2 separate regions of the Rattus norvegicus genome follow, and region 1 is linked to region 2. The links are chromatin contacts, called in public Hi-C maps. All regions are on one chromosome and are shown on one strand. Each heading gives the region's core, a stretch centred on a gene start, on an enhancer-like site or on the middle of the called end of the contact. The rest is flanking DNA. Distances are from core to core; before and after follow the strand shown.

Region 1 (3,333 bases), core at 501-3,000, 240 kb after region 2:
TTTCTTCTTCATCGTCATTACCACTAGCATCTTAATACCATAAACTTCTTTTTCATGGGTTGCTGTTGCTATCTGGAAGCTAATTCCTGTAATGTCCATAAAAGAGCCCATGAGGCAGCCATGTTTCTTAAGAAATCTAATTTTACCATCCATCTTATACCAAGTCCGAGCTTCCTGTGCGGTTCAGTACAGTGCTGCCCCCAGCACTGCGGGGAGGTAGCAGAATTGAATAGAGATGGGTGATTTGGTTTGCTGAGTAAACAGGAAGTGTCTTATGTTGATTCCTTGCCAAAGCTCCCTTCTCCGGGATTGCTAGACGAGCCCAGGTGGTAGTATGACATGTGAAATGGGCTCTAAGCTTTCAGAGATTTCGATTTGATCGCAGGCTGGTCCGTTAACCATTCCAACCTCAGTTTCCTTATCACTAAAATAGGGCTCTTCTAATCTCACAGTCGAGGTCTCCCAACTGGTCTGATGGTGAAAAGGGATTGCATCACAAGGCGTGTGGTTACCTAGCATCAGCACCAAATCACTGTCAGCATCCTGGAAGGTCTCCTTATTCATTTACCTTTCACTGCCGGTTTACTGGTAAATGAAGAACTTCCGGTCCTATGGTTCCCCTTCCCCATTTGGCATAATGATGAATGAATTCTTGCCTGCAGGATCAGCCCAGGTCTTTTCTGCATCTTGCTAAACACACTATGCTCACATCGCAGGGTGGGGCGAGCCAATCCCCCTGGCGGAGGGTGCAGCTCCTACTGCCCTGCCCTGAGCCTGAACTCTGCTTCTCTCCCCTCATCTCCAGAGGTGGAGCACAGTCTGGAGTCCTGGGAAGGAGGTCAGAAAAACCGTTTCCCTCCACCTATGGTTTGACTGGTAGCAACGAAAACATCATTTGTCAGCCCCCGCAGAATCGATTTCTTTCTTCCTACCTGCTTGCTGGGCAGGTTAGAATGAATGAGGTTGCATCTCTGTGGAGGAGGATGCTATTTGGATATGCAGTCTGTATTCATCACAGTGGGCAGCAGAAAGCAGTCAGGGCTACCGTGACTCCAAAAGGCCAGGAGAGCCCAGGAGACTGGACGGTCATGTTTTTCTCAGACTTCAGAGACTACGCCTGTCTCTCCAGAACAGCATGTGTGACTGAGTGACTGTGTGACACATTTTTTACCAGTCCAAACTGGACACACAGCAGCAGCAGCAAATGACTGCCAATCACTGCGTGCCTATACAGTATTAGCCCTGTAAGTTTATTTTCTACTAAGACCACGTTCACCTGCACTTTGGGTCTTCTGGGTCCTCAGAACGCTGGCTCTCCAAAGGATTTCCCTGATTAATTTCAGAGCTCCTCAGCCCCGCAAATCACACAGAGGCAATCGCTCACAGAAGGACACAGTGTAGTCTGTCTTTTCTGCACTCCCCTCCTCCCACCCCAAGGCACCAACCCAAACCTAGTGCTGGCCTGTCGTGCTCAGCATCTCCCACTAGGGGGAGCCCCTGGAGGGCAGCTGGGGCTGAGCAATCTGGGAAGCGCTGAAGTTTTCTGCTCCTGTCCTGGACTGGTTTTTTCACTAACCCAACTGTGAGATTTCTTTGTTGCAATGTTGGGGTCTGAGATAACACTGCTGGAGGCTGGAGGCGAGAAACATAGCCGAGACCATCTTTTATTGTGTGTTGTTATTTATTAGCGCTGTGAAGCGAGGAAGCGAAATAACAAAGAGCCCAAAGACCCGAAGACTGCACAGCTCCGGCTTGTAGGCCCTGGAGACAGTCTGGAGTCCTCAGACGAACAGAAAGAAGACATCAGAAGGGCAACCAGGGGTGCCTGTGGCTGCTGAGTACAGGTGAGAGGCAGAGGGAGGATGACCAGGGGGCTCATGGGTAAAGAGGCACAAGAGCCCTCCCCACCTGGGAAAATGGATAGACCAAAATGAGAGTGGTCAGCAGAAGTTAAGGGGGAAAGCACTGATTGGGAACATCAAGGAAGGGAGGAGGGCAAGGGGTGAGCTTGAGGCAAGGAGGACAAAAGAAAGAAACAAGGCTGCGGTATGAAAGAGACAGAGCTTGAGAATAGAATCTGAACAGTGAGAAGTTGGCTCCAACTAGGCTGCTTAAGAAACTTGGCAAGAAACAAGTTGCGGGGAGATTGACATCGAGTGTCCAATTGCATAAGGAAGATCAGTGTGAGCAGATGTGACTCACAGTCAACCGATCTAATCATTCCAGTTGTGTGTCATAGAGCCACACCTACTCGTACTTTGACCTAAACTGAGAGGAATTCTGGTCTGCAGGCTTTTCTGGGTTCTTTCGCTTCTAAACCAACGATTTCCCTTTCTTCCTTTGAGTCTTCCGCAGCTCCTCTAGGGAGTAGACCGGCAGTCAGAAATTCTGTGTTCTGGTCTAGAACTTGCCATTTATCGGTAGGATTAGCCTAAGCAAGGAAACCCCGGAGTTTTCCTTTCCTTTGTCTAAAAAGGGAGATAATAATATATTACTGACAAGCCTTACAGGGTTGTTCCAAGGATTGAATAAGTAAGAGGATGTGAAGAAATGCTCTTAATAGATTATAATTGCTAGCTAAATAAAAGTTGGCATTAATAATAATTAATCAGTTAATAGAGCCTCCCTACTCTCAGCAGGGAGTCTGCTGAGTCTGGGAGAGAACCGTATTCATGTAAGTCTACACCCAGAGCCCATTCTCCTACTGCGGACACTTCATACATGTACTCCCCAGACTTTTAGAACTAATGTCTCTTTGATAAATGGGACACTTCATATTGACTCTTTTTTGTTTTTTGACAGCATCAAATGTTCTTTTTCCAGCCTCAGCTCAGTTTTCTCATGCAGATAAGTGATTGATGGTGTCTCCACGGTGCCTGGGGGAGTGAGATGTCTGTGTCCTGGACACAGGAGTCAATGTCATGTCTTGGGCATATGGTCGGACTGTTTGGAAGAAGTAAATGACAGGCTGTGATAATAATAATGCTGTCACCATCTCCCCTTTCTAGAACGTTCTTTACAGGTCACTTGTGATTATTTTTTCACCCAAATGTGTCAGACATAAAATTGGGTCTGTGCCTTGGATCGGGCTGGTGGAGGTTGTCTCTGAGAACGTTAGCTGGCTTTGACACCTGTGGCCATAGTCTTTCTGCTTCCCTCAGCTGTGAGCAGCAGTGTGGCAGATGGGGAAGGCAGTGTAGACCACTCGTGAAACGTTTGCTCTCTCTCCTTCATGTGTCACCTGGAGTTCTCACAACTCTCCCTCCATGTATCTAAACATTCACTGTTGACCTGCTGACGTCAATGGTCTGTGGCTTGACAAGCACCCAACTG
Region 2 (3,379 bases), core at 154-2,653:
TCAGTTGTCCTCCAGCCTACTATCTCTGGACCATGCAACATCCAGTGACAGATAATCCAGCCAGTGTGGGCTGCCCCTTGTGTCAACACAATCACTTCTAGGTAATTATTTCACGTCCAAATGAGCATCTTTTTTTTTCTCCCCATCTTAAATCACTCTACCTGCCTCATTAACTCCTATTCAGTCCCAAATACCCAACCAAACCCTCTCTGTATTTAGAGTCTCTGATTGCATTTTTCCCCCCAGACGGGAGTGAAGACTCTTACTGGAGACAAATATGGAACCCCTTACTACCCTCGATGGCAGTTGTTTTCCTGTGCCCACCCCACTAGTCTGCAGCGTTCTGAGCTCAGTAATTATAATTTGCATGTGAGGTGCACCCCTCGTCAAGGATCATATGTTAAGGACTCTGTCCTCGACTCGACAGTGAACAGTCCAGCGTTGGGAAGATGGTCGGTTCAGGAGGGCTCGGAGCTAATCTGTAGATCGGCTCATCCACGAGCTTGTAATTTGAAGGGAGTTGGTAGAGATTAATAAGTAAGGCTTTGCTGGAGGAAGCAGGCTCTGGGGACATCCATTAGGAGGATGTATTTTGTCCCTATTGAGTTCCTTCCCATTTCTACCTCCCGTCTGCCCCAAGGAAGGCCACTTTGCACTTGGCCCTGATATTCTGTCTCATCACATATCAGACTGGAAGCAACAGATACCAGTGAGAGTGGACAGAAAGATGCAAATCAGTGGGCCAAAATAAATCCTTCTTCTCTTACGTCATTTTCGCAGGCATTTGTCACAGTGCTGTAGACGTGCCTCACACCCCAGACCCCTTAACTCACAACTGTGTATGTCCCTATAACAGTGCTATATCACGTTGCTGCTTAAGCCAAACGCGTACAGCAGTATGGACGTCCTTGATGCTATATGTTTTGAAGACAGAATTAATTCTGTTAGGAGGGATGATCTGGGAAAGTGTCCCCAAATGGCAAGCTCTCATCTGACATCATCGCGAAGATTTTTATCAGGCAGAGAGATGAAGAGGTCATTTCTAACAGAGGAATTAACAGAAGCCACTTGGGGACCAGGGCGGGGTCTGGAGTGGATTAAGGGCTGAGGAAGTTGTACTAAACAAATGATAGGCCATGGTGCTCAGATTGTGGACTTGAGACTTGCCCCTGGCCACATATTCTGGATTGCTTAGATTCGGCAACTATGGAGTCCATCATGGTCGTCGTCGTTTTTTAGATTCGCAAGAGAAAGCCTGTCACATTGTAGACTGTCTTCCTCGAGGACAGAATTCTGAGACATGGCAGGAGATTTTTTTCGTCTCCGGGCTCTGCCACTGGAGGTCACTGTTGTACCATCGAAATGAGTGCGGAGCCCCGCCTGATGCCCTTTTGAAGTTGGCTTCCACCAGAAGAGAATACAATACCCTCTGGGTAGCTAGGAAGTCCCGAGGTGCAGGCTTCTCCCTGGCTTCGTGGAAAAGTGGCCTGGTGACCTGCAAAAAATGACTTCGGAAGAGCGACGTCCGTCTGGAGAGGGGCTGCGGGTGGGAGAGCGGCGCTGGGAGGGAGACGTCTGTATCCCATTAGCCTGCGTCTGGCGGGGAGGGGCTGGAGGCCCTGGCGGGTCAAGGCAACTGCTCCCCTGCTGCTTTCTGGCGGGAATCTGGTAGTGATTAGAGAAGGTTATTGTCTTGGGAGTCCAGAGTGATCGCTGGTAAAACAGCTTTGAGCGTTTCTGACCCCATCTTAGAAGGACGTCTGGAGATTGGAAGAGGCCTCTCCCACGCCTCTCCTGCTGGGCTCTGATTTTTAGAGCCACTAAGCAAAGAAAGACAAGGGAAACTGAGGCCTATTCGTTAAGCCTATCCACTCCTCAGGGCTTGCAGCCTACGCTCCAGGAGGAGCAGAGAAAAGAGCACATCCCTAGAGAGAAAACTCGTAAGCTCCATGCCTCTATGTTTCTCAGCCCCTCTTCCTGTGGAGTGAATATCATTTGGTCCGTTTGTTATGAGAAGAAACAGAGGTTTGGAACTGACATTCGAACCCTAGTCTTTTGAAATATGAAGAGAATGGACGGTAAAATGACTACTTGTGATTAGTGGCTAAGAATTCTGCCCTTGAAAACTTGGAGAAAGAGCCCTCCCTGTGCAGTCTCAACCCCACCTCAAAGCAAGCTGAGGCCAGGGTACCTTCGGTGGCACTTTTCCCCTCTTCTCTCCTTCGTCTTCTCCCCATCTCTTCTCCCGGGTTTTACTGTGTAACTCAGGTTGACCCCAACTCTTCTCTCCCCACGTGCTGGGATCTGAGGGTTGGGCTACCCCTAGATCAGAGTGACTTTCTAATAAGTCATAATCTGTTTATAGCCATTCATAAAAGCAAAGTGCTTCTGTGCACATTAGCTAATTTGGCTTCTTTCTTTTTTCTTTCTTTCTTTCTTTCTTTCTTTCTTTCTTTCTTTCTTTCTTTCTTTCTTTCTTTCTTAAAGGCTTATTTATTTAAATCAGTACACTGTAGCTCTCTTCAGACACACCAGAATTGGGCATCAGATCTCATTACAGATGGTTGTAAGCTACCATGTGGTTGCTGGGATTTGAACTCAGGACCTTTGGAAGAACCATCAGTGCTCTTAACCACTGAGCCATCTCTCCAACCCCTAACTTGGCTCTTACAGTAGCCATCTTATCCCTATCACTGTAGACAAAGAATCGGAAACGCTGGGGAATTTATTTGCCAGAGGTGCGACAGTCAACGATGAAATTCAACCTCGGATCTTTTTGCTCTAAACACGGAGTGCCCATTGCCCATCACTTATTGCTTGATGCCAGTGAGTCTCCAGGTAAATCTTGGGTGATAGAGTGATGCTGTTGTATAATCTAGTTAGCAATATACTGTACCTACATTTAGGGAGCATTTTATCTCTGGAAATGATGCTCCAACCCAGGAAGATTACACTGGAGACCCTGCCTCAATGGGATGGAAGACTTCTGAAAGTGTCCTCTGACTTCCACATGAGCACTGTGGTACATGAACACACACACACACACACACACACACACACACACACACACACACACACACCTCATGCATGCATGCAAGAATTCACATGCATGCACTATACACACACACACACACACACACACAAGCATGCTTGCACTCACATTTATTGTGTGTGTATGAGTGCCCACATGCCATGACTTTTGTGTGAGGGTCAGAGGGCAGCTTGCAACAGTCGGTTCTCTCCTTCTCCCCTGTGGCCCCTGGGTCACCATCCGACTTAGCAACAAGTGCTTTTACCTGCTGAGCCACGTAGCTAGACTCATAAAAAATTCCTAAAACTTTTTGAAAGAATGAATATCACAATTTTATTTATTTATTCA

What was found. A called contact is a pair of places that touch in the nucleus more often than the background predicts.
Region 1: a Hi-C map of Schwann cells shows a contact between it and region 2, with 9 times the contacts expected there. The contact joins the promoter of Lnc215 here to the enhancer-like site in region 2. A contact is called at or near these places in 10 of 12 Hi-C or Micro-C datasets (the A7r5 cell line, the Rat2 cell line, Schwann cells and 6 more) and 1 of 1 datasets of contacts at active chromatin or transcription factors (oligodendrocytes).

Annotation. Positions count from the first base shown.
Region 1 is chr8:50,741,054-50,744,386 of GRCr8, forward strand. Lnc215 (long non-coding RNA 215) reads left to right here and starts at 1,751. Exons shown (of 4, transcript NR_126581.1): 1 at 1,751-1,844. It also overlaps a transcript of Mir100hgl not described here.
Region 2 is chr8:50,499,533-50,502,911 of GRCr8, forward strand. LOC102555203 (a long non-coding RNA gene) reads left to right here. Exons shown (of 4, transcript XR_005488105.2): 2 at 1-101; 3 at 2,700-2,838. Among named protein-coding and RNA genes, the nearest start is that of Ubash3b, 72 kb to the left of the region's middle. Within about 2 kb of position 1,404, at least 55 of the 93 cell types and tissues checked have an H3K27ac peak or open chromatin away from gene starts, as enhancers often do. A contact at or near this core is called in Schwann cells and prefrontal cortex, where this site is marked.